Regions from separate parts of the Mus musculus genome. Here region 2 is linked to region 1. Evidence: chromatin contacts called from public Hi-C data. All regions are on one chromosome and are shown on one strand. Each heading gives the region's core, a stretch centred on a gene start, on an enhancer-like site or on the middle of the called end of the contact. The rest is flanking DNA. Distances are from core to core; before and after follow the strand shown.

The links. A called contact is a pair of places that touch in the nucleus more often than the background predicts.
Region 2: a contact with region 1 is called in a Hi-C map of liver, with 4 times the contacts expected there. The contact joins two enhancer-like sites. A contact is called at or near these places in 6 of 484 Hi-C or Micro-C datasets (the N1E-115 cell line, cerebral cortex and liver) and 4 of 115 datasets of contacts at active chromatin or transcription factors (astrocytes, fibro-adipogenic progenitors, kidney and 1 more).

The regions. Positions count from the first base shown.
Region 1 is chr4:81,503,897-81,507,093 of GRCm38.p6, forward strand. No RefSeq gene overlaps it. Among named protein-coding and RNA genes, the nearest start is that of Mpdz, 63 kb to the left of the region's middle. Within about 2 kb of position 1,380, at least 8 of the 459 cell types and tissues checked have an H3K27ac peak or open chromatin away from gene starts, as enhancers often do. A contact at or near this core is called in kidney and liver, where this site is marked.
Region 2 is chr4:82,382,893-82,385,942 of GRCm38.p6, forward strand. It overlaps Nfib (nuclear factor I/B), which reads right to left. Exons shown (of 12, transcript NM_001113209.2): 3 at 716-769. Among named protein-coding and RNA genes, the nearest start is that of Nfib, 120 kb to the right of the region's middle. Within about 2 kb of position 1,534, at least 88 of the 459 cell types and tissues checked have an H3K27ac peak or open chromatin away from gene starts, as enhancers often do. A contact at or near this core is called in kidney and liver, where this site is marked.

The sequences.
Region 1 (3,197 bases), core at 130-2,629:
CTTGTTGACTCTCTTAACATCTGCTCTCTCTCCACTTCTTGCTCATCATTGTCATAAGGTAACCATGGAAATGAGAATCTGGCTTTTATTAACAAAGCCAGGGAAACCTGTGCAGAAACAAGGAGGTAGCCCACCACTCGCTTAGCAGTTGTTGTAAGGCTGAAATACCTTAAAGGCTTTTTCCTTTACACTGAAGTTCTTTTTCTGGTACACATATAAACAGGCCTGCATACCAAAAACATGCAGTCACTGCCTACATTCACTAGATGAGAGTTGGGCCTGCAGCCATACCACCAACAGACTAAGAATTTGCCAAGGCTCACAAAGAAGAGTCAGGCCAGATTTTCTCTCGAAAAATTAACTCTGAAATATCAAGTCAGGAGAGTAACAAGGTGTCAGAACGTACTCCAGGTGACTCCAAGATATGACGAAGTCCGATGGGTTCAGGCTGCAGTGGGACATCTCTGCATTACTTCTTGTTAATCTCTATATTTTTATGGGCAGTGAAATTCTGGTAACCTTCAACAGGGTGCATCTTTTTTTTTTCTGGGTTTTTGTTATTCCACTTTTACATTATTTCCCTTTCTTTTTTCCAATACACTATTTTGAACCTTAATTATATTTGTGTTTTCTTAGCCAGGTGATCAATCTTCATCTCTCCATTCTATGATATTCATTTTATTTCTTACTCTAAGTCAAGCTTGTAAATCCCTTCTTGCTACTTCCTGCTGAGTTTAGCTCCTAGCTCTAAGCTTTTCGTCAGGTTCCTCACCTGGAGTCAATATGCTTTGCTATTCAAGCATTGACACAGGACTGCAAGTCAAGATTATCGCAGAGCCATTCAGCACTATATTCTAGAGAAAATGCTAGAATACTTTCCCCAAAATATTCTAGACAAGAATTTTATTCAGATAAGATTTATCAGTATGAATGTGAAGTTTTCGAGGATTTGTTTTAAACCTGAGGACCGTTATCTGTCTGCCTCTCTTACTGCTCCAATCTGTGGTCCTTTTTCATTTCTATTGCCCCATGGCTGACTCTTCTTTCCAGGAAGTAACAACCTTCAGTTTGCTTTCTCTGTACTATCTCCTTCCTGGTGCTTCTTCAACAACTAACCATACTTCTCCATGAACAACACATACACACACATTAGTTAACATGCTGCTAGAATTCTCCCTGCCGCACAGTGGGGAGTGCCTCTCTGAGTGTTGTGCACATCCTAATTTCCAGATTCTGTAAATTAACTGGGTTGGCCCCAAACAATTTATATAGATTCTTGCAAAAAGAGGAGACTTTTCTGGCTGCAGGCAGAATGAGGTTCAGCAACAGAGAAAGGTCAGAGAGATGTGAATGGTCAGGTTTTACAGAGAGGAAGGCAGTCACAAGGAATGTGATCTCCCACGGGTGAAAAATTAGTGTTGTTGAAACTACTGACCTTCTGATAAATCATTAACAGAAGCAATGAAAACAAATGTACCTGGGTTCAAATTCCACATTTACTAAAATGATTATAAATCGAGACCATCAAAACATAGGATTTTTAAAGCTCCACTCTAATGGCAAGATTGCTCTCCCAGGCTAAGCTATCTTCCTTCGGAGGCCAAGATACTGCCTAATTACTGTAACGAATGAATATAAACTAACATGCTAATCAGTTTCATCCCGTGAGCTCAGAGAATTTTCAAGTATGACAAAATAAAGCCCTTAACGGATATTTTAGCTCACCGCTTAAGTGAAATAATTAAGTTGATGTAGAGAAACATAAAGTCAATGACTAGGTGGCTTGTACATATGAGCTGTTAAATGAAATTTTCCTGGTCAAATCTCCATTTAACATATTTTAAAAAATAAGGTTAGAATTAAAAAAGAGACTATCCACTCAGCAGCAGTGCACAGTTCATTAATTCACTCCTATTTATTTATTCAATAGCTCTTAAGTACATATATTATCGGCCATAAATAATTAAAGGCAGGTGTAGAACTGTAGACTCTCTCTAGCTTGTAAGAATTACACGAGGAAACAGAATTAATTCCCTTGACCTGGTAGTTCTGAGGAAGTAAAGGCAGGCCTGTCACAAAGGAAGCACAGGGCTTTTATAAAGGCAAGAGGGGAAAGACATGCACATGTCACTGATGACACCTTCACATAATTAACAACTGAAGCTTGAGGTTGCCCACTTCAGAGACTAAGCAGTCAATTAGAAGTATTAACTGAATACAAACTGTGTGTCCGATTTGGGGTGTCTAACAGCATAGGCTATGTCGGTGAATACAAACTGTGTGTCCGATTTGGGGTGTCTAACAGCATAGGCTATGTCGGTGAATACAAACTGTGTGTCCGATTTGGGGTGTCTAACAGCATAGGCTATGTCGGTGAATACAAACTGCGTGTCCGATTTGGGGTGTCTAACAGCATAGGCTATGTCGGTTTTACCTTTTGCTTCTGGAGGTTAGCTATGGTTCTGTTTCTCAAGGAACACAGACATGGAACAAGTAATTACCTATTAAACACAGGCCAAGAGGACGTGTGTGCAAATAGGGTCTCGATTAAGAATCAGAGACTTGAGGCACCAGTGAGCTAGCTCCAGGCGTAAAAGTTTTGTTGCCAAGTCTGACAACTTGACCTCTATCCTCCACTTGGTGGAAGGAAAGAACTGAACCCTGCAAGTCCAGATTCCACATTCACTCTGAGAGCCATGCACAATAAATATCTGATTTAATAAAAAAGAATTTAAAAAGCATCAGAGGGCTGGTGAGATGGCTCAGTGGGTAAGAGCACCCGACTGCTCTTCCGAAGGTCCAGAGTTCAAATCCCAGCAACCACATGGTGGCTCACAACCATCCGTAACGAGATCTGACGCCCTCTTCTGGAGTGTCTGAAGACAGCTACAATGTACTTCCATATAATAAATAAATAAATAAATAAATAAAAAAAAAAAAAAAGCATCAGAAAAGTTTGAAAAGGGTGCCACTCAAGAGCGCCAAGGCTAGACAAAGAAAGAGCTGGTGTTTGTTTTCTTCAAAGAGCATTTGCTCTAGCTCTCCCCACCCCGCCCCCTTTTCTCCCAAGGGTTGCTGTTCTTAATGATTACCATACCAGTTACAGCAACAAGTTTAGAATAAACTCTATCAAATACAGCTTTCACTGACTTGTGAAATTTAGATAGAAGAGTCCAGGGCTGATGATTTTTCACGGT
Region 2 (3,050 bases), core at 284-2,783, 880 kb after region 1:
CAAAATCACAGATACAATTAAAATTTTATGATAATGGAAATTTGAAATTATTCTTTATGCTAATTTTACATGATTTTCTCATGGAAAACAAAAAAACAAAAACAAAAACAAAAAACTTCTTATAAATCCAAAGTCGCATGCTGCATGTTGAGAGAGTGGAACTCCCCAGTATAGCTAAAATGCATGCAGTCAGGCTCAGGTCTGAAACTAAAGACCAGACGCACCTTACACTGAAGACCGGGAATCAAAAGTCCTGCAAAAACCACTTTATAAAAACATAACCATTCAGTAGAAACTTTCTTAAAACATAGTGGGTAAACTATAAAAGAACAGAAATTACCAGATTTTTGTTTGGGGGTACTCTGGGGGCAGGGAATGTTTATTTTAAAAATGATTAAAAGGTGTTTAGCTTTTCAAATGCCTAAAACATAAAGCTAAGCATGTGTTTGAATCAGTTTCTAAGGATACAATAAATAAATAAATAAACAAATAAATAAACAAATAAATAAGATCTCGCGGCTCAGGTGAACAAAGATGGCTGCGGTGAGAAGCCGTTCCCGCTGTTGCAGAGGCCTCCACACAATCACATCTTGTCCCAATCCGACTGCCTGCCAGAACAAGACAGGCAGCTGACCAATTATGGCTGTTGATCTATACAGGGCCCCTTTGTTCTCCAACAATGTCAGGGTGCACACGTCCGGGGACACATATTTACCTGGAGGATTCTTGGCAGGATCACTGTGGCTTGGACTTCCTGATTGTCCAGAATCTGTAAAGAAATCACAGAATATGTTTTCTTTTTAATTTGTTATGAAAGAATTTCACAATACTTAGTAGAACTTTAAAAAAATTTTTTTAAGGTACAACAATGAGGTGAAGTGTTTAAATAAAGTATACTTTCCCAAGCTGTTCCATAGGAACATTTTATTCACCAACCTAGATAAATGTCTATACATATTTCTTCTCAAAGGGAACAATTACTGGCCCATAATGCTTTGAGGGTGGAGGAAGGTTTTCCTGCAATGAGAGGTCTGGCCACAAAGCCACTAAAACCGTTTGAAGGTTAGGCAAATAGCAAGGCCAGATAGTAGAAATCTGAAATAAAGCAGATACTGTCCCTTAAAAGATACAATCTAAAAATAATTAAGAATGCTTTTAAAAAAACCCAAGACTATGCATTTCTTCAGAGAGTAAAAGACAGAGAAACAAGAGCCGTCTCGTCTGGGTTTTCACAGGCAGGTTCAGCTATCCACTCCAGTAATCCCCCAACCTACTGGATCCCGGCCCAGTTCTGCCTGCATCCCATAATAGCAATCGATTTGCAAACACCAGGAAAAGCATAAATTACTAGGTAGAAAACCAACATGGCTTTGCGGAGAGCAAATTGTTGGATCAATTTAATCTCCATCTGCGAGATACAGGCAGGCTCTTAGATAAGGTGGAAGGGACGGCCACCTTCATTTCAGAGCAGCTCTGTCCTATGTCATTCCTTACCAACACCACAGAAAGGGCTCAGAGGACAGGCACTGTCAGCCAGTGTGCCTGCCCTAACCCATTTACGGTACTGTGTTTGGCTTGATCCTCTACCTCCATGAACCCTCTGCATTTATCTGCGTCATCTGGCCTGGGTTCTTACACACTTACTGGCAGAGAGTTGCTATGAAATCTTTTATTGGCTCTAGCACATAGGTTTTGTCTCCATAGCTACACCACACTAGGAAAGAAGGGGCAGAGAGCCTGTCTACCTCTTTGTCTTCCTGGGGCCGTTCATGGCGTGAACACACTAGGCTTGCAGTATATGCCAGAGAAATGGATGGCACAGATTCAGCAGCCTTCACTGCTTGCCTACAAAAAGGCAATTTTGAGCACAATAGTGAATCTCAACAAAACGTGGTACTGGTGGTGTCACCAACTGCTATAAACTCATAAGTCTCTTCCTCAAAACCTTGCCCTTATACTTGAAGCAAGGAAGGGATTAAATTAAGCAGAAAAGCAGACTCCTTTTGTTGTTGATCAAGCTACGTGGTTATGCCAGGAAAGTGGTTAACATACTACAACTGCTCTTCAATCCTAAAGGTCGGAACACCCTGCTAGTCTATGCCTGTATAAAACTTGGTTATTCATTTCTGCCTTTGACTCCTGCTTCCTAGGTCAGACTTAATGGTGAAGAAGAATATAATCCCTCTATCCTATTTCCCTTTTTTCCCTTTGCTCTACAGTAAATTTCATGAAAACAGCACGGTTATTTTTGTGATTCTCACAATGACCTTCACCATGATTCTTACTTCACAAAATGGAGGAAAAGAAACTGGAAAGATCTGACTGCACTGGCTAGCTTCTCCTGCAGCCAGAAGCCAGTTCTCTTCTCCAAGATCTTTTCTCTTACTTTTTTTTTGTGGAATTGAGGCAAGACTGACATTTATAAATTAAGAGAAGAGTGTTGTTGCTGTTATTATTGTTGCTGTTGTTGCTGCTGCTGCTGTTATTGTTGTTGTTGTTGTTGTTGTTGTTCCTTTCAAAGAGAAGGCCACACTGGCCACTTTTCAAACTAAGAGTGTAACAATTGCAATGAAGTGTTAAAACTGTTTCGTTTTGTTACTGCCCCTGCTGTTTCAGCTTTGAGCTCACCTCTTGTCTAGTACATAGGTTACCTAAGAGTTTACCTTTCCAAGGGAGTCTAACCTGTTGAGATTCCTACTTACAGGGTCAGACTCAGAGGCCAGACTCTCCATAGTTTTTCGATTTCCTCTCTGGAGCTCCTTAACACGTACAAACTGTCCAACAAGAGACTCTAGAAACAGCAAGAAGGGAAAAGACTGCAGCTGTCCTACGCAGGTGAGTGGCAGGGCAGCCTCACACTAGAAGCCATGGACTTTAAACAGGAGCCTTATCATGTTTGGCTACAATGTCTGCAAAATGTCACCCCTCACCTTCATTGCCTCTACTGCTAAACTTCTGTCCAGTAGAATAAAGACCAGTGTCTCTTCCCCGAGAATCTGCTTATTTGCCAGGGTGCATCCTTCATGTCCACAGTGTCACACGCCCCACTG